2 separate regions of the Mus musculus genome follow, and region 1 is linked to region 2. A link is a contact called in public HiChIP or PLAC-seq data. All regions are on one chromosome and are shown on one strand. Each heading gives the region's core, a stretch centred on a gene start, on an enhancer-like site or on the middle of the called end of the contact. The rest is flanking DNA. Distances are from core to core; before and after follow the strand shown.

What was found. HiChIP or PLAC-seq counts read pairs in DNA pulled down with a chosen protein or histone mark.
Region 1: a FOXA1 HiChIP or PLAC-seq map of pancreatic cancer cells shows a contact between it and region 2. The contact joins two enhancer-like sites. A contact is called at or near these places in 1 of 15 datasets of contacts at CTCF or cohesin (the NIH/3T3 cell line), 20 of 484 Hi-C or Micro-C datasets (the N1E-115 cell line, bone marrow-derived macrophages, cerebral cortex and 9 more), 32 of 115 datasets of contacts at active chromatin or transcription factors (CD8 T cells, T-cell acute lymphoblastic leukemia, acute myeloid leukemia and 22 more) and 2 of 9 other capture datasets (embryonic stem cells and embryonic tail).

Annotation. Positions count from the first base shown.
Region 1 is chr17:87,559,928-87,564,399 of GRCm38.p6, reverse strand. Gm46587 (a long non-coding RNA gene) reads left to right here. Exons shown (of 2, transcript XR_001782168.1): 2 at 4,454-4,472. Among named protein-coding and RNA genes, the nearest start is that of Gm46587, 8.6 kb to the left of the region's middle. Within about 2 kb of position 1,554, at least 31 of the 459 cell types and tissues checked have an H3K27ac peak or open chromatin away from gene starts, as enhancers often do. A contact at or near this core is called in pancreatic cancer cells and trophoblast stem cells, where this site is marked.
Region 2 is chr17:87,347,745-87,352,314 of GRCm38.p6, reverse strand. The region is part of intron 15 of Ttc7 (tetratricopeptide repeat domain 7); the gene reads right to left. Among named protein-coding and RNA genes, the nearest start is that of Gm52284, 43 kb to the right of the region's middle. Within about 2 kb of position 1,459, at least 158 of the 459 cell types and tissues checked have an H3K27ac peak or open chromatin away from gene starts, as enhancers often do. A contact at or near this core is called in pancreatic cancer cells and trophoblast stem cells, where this site is marked.

The DNA of each region.
Region 1 (4,472 bases), core at 305-2,804, 210 kb before region 2:
TTTTATTGGGCCCCATAAACAGAACCAAGCATTCCCTTACAGACTGTAACTAGGGCACTCAGCTCTCAAAGGTAGTAATTGTTATGTCCTTTATTACTGGCATATCTTAACAAATGCCCGGCCTGGCATCTGTTCCAATATCACAGGCTATCTTTGTGTTGTGTGAAAATAAAAACAGTCACAGACAGAGGGAGTTGGGAAACTGAAGTATCACTCCCAGCCCTGCTTGACTGACCAGTTCTCCCTTGGGCAAGACATGCCTCTCACCAGGCCTCCTTTCCCTTGTTTGTAAACACTCTCTGAGCCTCCCAAACAGCCTGGAGTGGAGTCACCTAGGGTGCTGGCTAAACATGCAGACCCCAGAGCCCTCTGGGGGCAGGGCTGGGTGACAGCCAGAATCCAGAGCCCTCTGGGGACAGGGCTGGGGTGATGGCTAGAATCCAGGTTTGTTTAGTTTGGTCTAGTCTTTGCAGACAGAGTCTATCTCAGGATGGTTTAGAACTCACTATCTTCCTGCCTCAGCCCACCCCTTCCCCCCACCTCCCGCCAAGGGCTGGAACTTTGACCAAGGCTGAGGTGGAGTCTATAGGGTCTTTTTTCACTTTGGTACTGCAGACTCACTTGATCTGAGTCTGCATGCTTGCCTAGTCAAGTACTCTGACAAACATTTTATAGTTATTCACTGAAAGAGTCTCTCCACATAGTTGTCCAGGTGAGCCTTTATCTTACCACCTCCCTCCCTGGCATCCTCAGTAGCTAGGATGACAGGCGTGTGCCACCGGGGCAGGCTGAAGTCAGTATCCTTCATCCAAGCAGTTCAGAGGATTCTTTTTCTCACCACATTTGGAAACCATGAACACCAGACGGTTGCTAAGGGCTCAGATTATGCTATGATCAGTAATTTATAAAAATAGTCTTCTGGAAAAAGAAAAAAAAAACCATGAAGCTGAAAAATGATCCTGACACAAAACGTCTCCCATTTCCTGGGCATAGTTTGTGAAGACCCTCGGCTTTTGTTCCTAACACAGGATCGACACACTTAACAGTGCCCTTGTGCAATGGAAACCTAGCTTAGGTGTTCCTTCCTCTGGTGGCCTTTGGCTGGAATTTTGCCAGGGCCCAGCCTCCTCTCCCCACCCCCCACCCCCCACCTGCCCACAGAGGTAGAAATTCTTTGGGACCTCAACAAATATTTCCCCAGACTCCTGCATGACTCAATCCTCAGTTCCTTAACTGGGTGTTCACTGCAGTGTCAATTTGCTTATCTGAGATGCTTTTCGTAGGATGAAGGCTTGCGTCTGCTACCCTCCTCTAGACTTGGTTTTTCTCCTTAGCACTGTCTAATCTACTGACTATTTCATCCGTCTGTGTTACTTCTCATGTGTCTGGTCCCTGCTACATCCTCAGTGCCTATACTAGAACATAGTAGATGCTCAATAAATATCTGTAGCTTCAAGGAATGAGATATTTGCTGGATGAGTCAAAGAGTAAATACGTGATTCCTAGGAAAGGGCTCAACCTTTGACCCATGGGAACAGACACTCCAGCCCCAAGTCAGGGCCCAGCCTACCATTAGACATCCACCTTACCTCTGGCTCACACATACGGTAACGGTTGTACACTGTACTGAGAAGTCACTCCTGTGGCCCTGAACTAATTGGATCTTTTGGACACAGTTGCCCCTCCCCCTTCTTTCTCTTTCCTGCCATCAGGATCCTTTGAGAACTCAAGCTAAGTGGTGGTGGTGGTGGTGGTGGCAGAGGCGTTGGTGGCAGTGCATGCCTTTAGTTACAGCACTCAGGAGGCAGAGACAGGCAGATCTCTGTGAGCTCGAGGCTAGCCTGGTCTACAAGTGAGTCAGTCCAGAAAAATCAGGGCTCTGTTACATAGAGAAATCCTGTCTTGCCACCCTCCCGAGAGAGAGAGAGAGAGAGAGAGAGAGAGAGGAGTGTAGAGCAGGTTAAAGTATTTACTTTCTGTGGAGTTCTAGTTCTGATCCCTAACACTGAATAATCAATAAATTAAGTAGTAAAGAGGAGATTGTGGGACGCCTGACTTGCCAGCAAGTGAGACGCCACAACAGGATCCTTCTACAACACGTTTATTGGGAGAGCATGGACGGCGTAGGCGAAAGACCCCGAGCCCCAGAAATGGCGCTGCTTATATAGGCCTAGGAGTGACGTGTCCATACCTGATTGGTTATGCTACCAGTACCTCATTAATATGCGTCGGGCCAGGCAGTGACTAGGCAAAAAACTCTTATGCACGTGCGCACATTGGTTGTTTACCCATAATCATGGGTGGTGGCCAGTGGTAGCCAGCGCCATCTTGTAATGGCGTTTGTGGCTTCCCACAGGAGATCACCCTGGGATCCACTCATACCCAAAGGCACGAGACATGACAAACAGACCATGACAGAGATGAAACTAGGCCAGAACACTAGCTTCTTGGCTGCTTCGTCATCGTTGGTCTAGGCTTACCAGGAAACAGTCACAGGTGCTCATTGCAGGAAGGATTGTTGCCACGTCAAAGGACTACCATCGTGAGCAGTGCTGTGGGGAACTGTGAGCGAGGCTCCAGGAGAAAAGGCAGAGGGCACTTTGTTCCCTGAATTGTTCTCAGACATGATTTTGTGCCTCCTGCAACAAACATTGGCATTCAAATTTCAATTTATTCTTGATGGATGTCAGATCATACGGTAGAACCCAGCCTGGTCAGCGAACCCTGAATCTGATACGGCCTTCTGCCTTGCTTCCATGCTTTCCCAGATAGAATCTATAGTACGTCCAGGCAACTGTGCTTCCGTGGGTCTGTCCTGACGAAGTTCTGGGATAGGGCTGCTCTGTCAGTATTCAGTATGTGCTTACTGATGTTTATTTATGTGTTGTTTTTTTCCTGAACTCAAACCCTTCCTTGGATCACTGCTTGCTGTGTTTCATGTGTGCATAAAAACACACTGACTCCAAAGTAAGGCTGTCTGCAGCCTAGACTGTGGTACGCCTCGACCTTTAAGGTCCTCAGATTCCAGGTCTTGCACACAGATCTGCACAGGTTAAACCGAGCAGGAAACAAAATCTCCTTTTACTTTAACCCTAGGAATGCTCAGCAGCACAGGCTGCTATCATGGCTGATTTTTTACTTCTTAATTTATTTAATTTGCCCTCAACCTCGGGCAGCAAAAATTTGCTTTTTCTAAAGTCAGTAAATAGTTCACATACTACGGTTAGCTCAAACCAAAACCAAAACCCAAGCTGGGAAGTGGTGGGGGATGGGATGCTGGAGATGACTCGGCAGCGAGGACCTAGGTTTGGTTCCCAGAACCCTCGTGGCATCTCACAACTGTCTGTAACTCTAGCCCTCCAGTGCCAGGGGGTCTGATGCTCTTTCTGGTCTCTTCAGAAACAGGTACACATTTGATTATACACGTGTTCGAATACTCATATACCCCCAAATTAAAATAAAAAATTCTAAACTAATAACAAAATAAGTTGGGTATGGTGAGGCATGCCCTTGGTCTCAACACTTGGAAGGTAGAGACAAGGGAGACCGGGAAACGGAGGCCACCCTTTGTTACAGAGTGAGGGTGAGGTCAGCACGGGCTACCTGAGACCATGTTTGGAAAAAAGTGGGGGGGAAGGTTGGAGGCATAGTTCGTCTGGCAGTGTTGATCTTGAAGCCAGAAGAAGGCACATTGTGTGCTGTTTTATTCTCTGCCTGTTCCTCTGTGGCAGTCTCTCCCTCTTCCTGAGGTGCACAACTTGCTAGGGCTCACTACCCACTACCTGCTGCACACCAGCAAACCCCAACTAGGTTACAAGTTGATACAGTGAAGTCAGACTTCTTGTGTGGGTGCCGGGATTTGAACTCTGAACGTTCATGATTTCAGAGCAAGGGCACTTAGCTGCTGGGTCATCTCCAGACCCATCTCAGCTTTTTGGGATGCTCCTATGCTTCTTTATTTAGACAGTCGGTCCTGAAATTTTTCCTTTCCTTTGTCAAGGGTCCTATTGGAGTTTCCCTTTGAGGAAGCTGTGATGCAAACTGTATTATTAGCCTGCTTTAGACATGAAGAGATTAACCACTGGATGACTGGTTACATGTAAATGATAAGAACTACATAACTGGCCCCAAAACACCAGCGCCTGTACCAGCCACTCAGGAGAGAAGCAGCATTGGCCAGCGTTTACTCGTCTTCATTCCTTTCCTTATGTGCAAGTTGATCTATAAAGAGAACATAAATTATCTTTTTTTGAGACTGGGTTTCTTTGTATAGCCCTGGCTGTCCTGGAACTCACTCTGTAGACCAGGCTAGCCTCGAACTCAGAAATCCGCCTGCCTCTGCCTCCCAAGTGCTGGGATTAAAGGCGTGCGCCGCCACGCCCGGCTGAGAACATAAATTATCTTTATAAACCAAGAATTAACTTGCTTCCTTTTCCATATTTATTTGTCCCAGGCTGGCTCCAAACTCACAT
Region 2 (4,570 bases), core at 210-2,709:
CAGCCCAAAAGTCCCAGCTTCCTGGAGCAGTAACTCACGGCCTTCAAAGGCCCCGCATGCTCCACCCGGCGAGGAGCCCCAGCCTACAGATCTGGTTCATGGTGCCCTGAACAAACTATTCCATCTGTGTGCAGCACCGACTGTCAGCTGACCCCACCCCACCAGCCTCCCAACATCCTCCTACCACAGGTCACTTAACAACCTCCCTAATAACCTCTCAGACTTGAACAGGACTCACACTACAAAAGGCCTTGCCATTTCAGGTAGGCTGAGAAGCTCTCAGTTAGGACAAAGGGGAGGTTCTGGCCTGGTAGATAGAGCCTCAGTCTCTGCATCTTTGGTTTCCAGCCAGCTTGCTAACCCTAATGGCTTCCCACTGAAGAGGCAGGCGCTTGCGGGGCAGAGCAGTTAATGCACGCACAGGGCTCTGCCCCGGTCCTAAGTCACTACAGTCACCACGGAGGTGCTCACGGGAGAGCCAAGGAGGAGAAACGCTGACCGCCAACCGCCGCTCAGCCAAGGAGTAGCTGACCTTTGAGAAGGATCTGACGGTGCCCGGTGCCCGTGATTATGCCTGGCTTAGCAGTTCCTCGGCCACATGGCCAGAGAGTCCTGGCTGCTGTCCCCGCGCACTGTGGCAGCCAAGCGTGTTTAGTGAACCCAGCAGAGTGATAAACTATGTTAGTGTTAATACCTCTGATCCCCACCCCCTCTTCAAGTGTTGGTATTTTAAGCATCCTTTTGATGTGCTACAAGCCCTTAATAAGAACAATCCAATAAACACACTGGGTTTAAGGCAGAAATGTTAGCACAAGTCCCAGGACTCTGATCCCTTCTGCTTGGTGGACTACCCCTCCAGAAATATGTCACATGCAACCTGATAAGTAGGTGTGTTGAGGTGGGGGTGGGGTGGGTAGGTGGCTCGGAGAAATGCCCTGGAGGCTCAGTTTCAGCCTTGACTGGATCTAGCTACAGTCTGGCTCCAGCTAATACCTAGTTAGATCACCTCAAACATTTTCCAAAACAGCCCTGGTTTCCTGGGGCCGATGGATGCAGCAGTTCGTTTGTTTATCTGGGGCGAGCAGTGGCTTGTGGAGAGGGCCATATTGTTCCTCCACTGGCAAGTTCCTCTGTGGCTTTGACACATGGCTCCCTCAGGACTTCCCCAGTCTCCTAGGACTAGGGGCTGGGCCAGCAGGGGCTCTCAGGAATGTCTATTGTGTCAGATAAGGGGTGGGTAGATGGCCCTGCCCACTGTGGAGGTAGGAAGAAAACACATTTACTCCCGTGTCACTTGTGGGCCCTGGGTCCTCAGAGTCAGTCTGGCGGGCTGCAGGGCTGGGCGGGGGAATGGCTGACAGCTTGGTTATTGGAAAGCTCCCATCCTTGGCCTAGGGACTTTGTTTGGTTTCTATGGTGACCTTCACTACAAGGGCCTGACTAAAGCTGAAGGAATGTGTTACCTAAAACCATCTCCCTACAGTGCTCATGGTGGTCCATCCCTCCCCACCCCAGATTCCTCTCCCTCCTGGTCAGGCTTCTCAGCTGCTTCAAAGATGGGAAGGACCAGCAGAGACAACTCTGGGCCTGCTGAAATTCTCCCATTCCCCACAGGAAGCCTGTGGGCCGCCTGGCCGTGGGCCTCCTGGTACATGTGTCCAGGGCTTAGTGGAAAGCCCAGAGGGTTTCAGGAAGCTGCTAGGGATATCTGGTTCCCATCACACCAGGTTCATACTGTCCCCGTGGAGGAGTCAGTCTGCCTCCTCACGTTTCTGCATTTTTAAACCTGAGCCGGGCTAACCGAAGGCCGTCCCTCAGCACGGGCCGGGCATCAAGACCCCTGCACTTGGCTTCCTAATCCCCAAGTAAGAAGGGTCTTCAGAAGCTGGACTCACCAGAGGCCGGGTTCTACCTTGCGTGCCCGTGTGGGGACAGTGACTGCTCCCCTGTGTCACTCACAGCCCAGCCTCATCCGGATCCCCTTCCTTCAAGCTCCTGGCTCACTCACTAAACATTGTCAGTGCCAGGTGTCGACGGAACTTTGTGGCCTCCCCTCCACACCGGGACCTCAGACACAGAAGTCCACCAACCAGGGACCTTCAGTCCGTGTCTCAGCACACTTGAGAAGCAGAAGAGTCAGGGCAGGTTGTTAAATTTATTTTATTTAAAGAGGAACACATTGCTGCCGGTGGCACCTAAGTGATAAACGTGACTCAGGGCAGTGACCTGACTTGGCTCTCCTACTAGGATAAACTTAGAAGATGGGAGTCTGCTTAGCGGTCAGCATCCTCCTTTGTCTAGGCCTCTCCCAAACAGTAGCAGGCAAAGCAACCATCCCTACACTGACCTGCTGGCTTCTGTCCTCCATGTGCGACAGTCCTTGGGTCCACTGAACTGACTGATGACTCTGCAGGAAAGGGGGCGCCTCTAGAAGGCCTGGCCACCAGGATAGCCGCTGCAAGGTGGCTTGGTGGGAGACAAGCCATGTCACAGGCCTGAGAATACACTTTGCTGGGGCTGATGAGGCCAGGCCGTGGCAGGTTGGTCTGTTGTTTTGCTGAGCAATATTTACTGGACTGGTGGTTTAATTAGTTGCTAGCAACAGCTGGAGTCCCATACGGCCTGCTCTTAGCACGGGGCCAGCTGGGGAAGCGGGACACGCAGCCGAAAAGCAGTGACATTTTTCAGTGATCCCTGACCTGTAATGGATTCAATGACATTTCCTGATAATCCATGGGTTTCTGTACCCCAGGGTTTCATCTGTGGGGAACAGTTTTAATTTATTGGCAAAGGGAATTCCTATCTGTTAGTTTTGTAGCCTTTTAGGGCCAGTTCAGATCAAAGCAGAGCTGATAAAGACGGACTTCTCCACGTCATTGGATCCCACTAATTGAGCAAACCGAGTGAGGGAGGTCTCCACGGGGTAGATCACCCCCATTCCCTCGTGCTCTGCAGAACAGCGCACTGTAGTAACAGGGAACAATACTGTACAGGGTCTCACACCCTAGAGCAGCTTCTGCAGCTCCCCGGGTGCAGTCTCTGTCAGTGAGCAGTTCTCATGGCATAGGCTGCCCCCTTAAGGCTCTTCCTGCAGAAGCAGAGACACTATTTTCCAGGCAGCTCCACAAGAACACTGTGGGGGTGGGGGTGGCGTGGGGGTGGGGCAGGGAGGGGAAGAAAAGCACCAGGGAGTGAGGACAGTCAGGATGCACAAAGGCAAACACCCACTTCCACCATCACCACGGTTCTGGGGTCTCCGTCCCTTTAAGAACCTGCTGAAAGCTATCTCCTTGCACATAGAAAAGTTCTCACTCATGGGGCTCCTCCTGAGGTAGGGGGTGGGAGGGGGTGGGGAAGTGGGGGCAGGGGAGTGGTGGGCATCAATCTCAAAGCCCAAACCTCTCCATCTGCCTGTAAGGAGAACAGGGCACGTCCTGGGGAGTGCAGCTGGGCAGAGCAGTGGGGCTCACTCACACCACAAGGGAGTGAGGGGGCTGGCTCACACCACAAGGGAGTGAGGGGGCTGGCTCACACCACAAGGGAGTGAGGGGCTGCCCAATCCATTTCCAAGCAGGACCGTGAGAGTGAAGCCAGTGTGAGAGGAAGCATCTTTCCAGGGTGGCCCTGGAAACAAAGGAGTAGATCCTAGTGCACCTCACACAGCTTAGGGTTCAGGCAGACTCCCAGCAAGGGAATGGCCTCCCAGAGCAGGCCAGGGAGAGTGCACCGGGCCAGCCGAACATTCAGTGCTGAAGTCATGAGAAGATGCTGAGAGCAAAGTGGGAGAGCCAGGGACAGGAGGTGGAGCCCTGCTCTTCTCCCTTCCTATCTGGGTTCTCATGTCTGGAAAGGACTCAGGCCAAAACAACACTTAACGCTGCTGCGCTGCGCTGCACTGTGGGGCCAAGCCCCTTGCTCAGCAGTGCTTCTGGTCAGTCCTCACGCTGGGCACGATGGACGTTCCTTCCCTTCCCACCCAAGAGTTCTACGCTTTTTTCCTTGAGTGTTTCTTTTCCCACTTAGACCAACCAAGAGAGTAAATGCACGCCCAGGTAAGTGCAGGCATGAGGAGACACACAGAGCCAGCAGCAGTGTCAGGACCTGCCAGGTAGGTGAGGATAATCTAGGCAAAGCAAGGGACCACTGTGTGGAGAGCTCGCCTGGATTCTTACTGAATATACAAATCACAGGGGGGCTGCAGAGATGGCTCAGCAGTTAAGAGCACTGACTGCTCTTCCAGAGGTCCTGGGTTCAATTCCCAGCAACCACATGGTGGCTCACAACCATCTATAATGGGATCCGATGCCCTCTTCTGGTGTGTCTGAGGAGAGCAATGGTGGTGTACTCATATGCATAAAATAAATAAAGAAACCTTAAAAACAAAAACAAATAAACAAAAACCCCACAGGTTTGGGAAGATAATTGAACAGATAAAGGCATTCGCCAACTGAAGCGCCTGAACACCTGAGCGCCATCTCCAGGACTCACCTGACAGGAGAGAACTGGCCACCTTGAGGTGTCCTATTGGCATCCATGTGTTTGTCATTGCACACGTGTAAATTAAAAATAA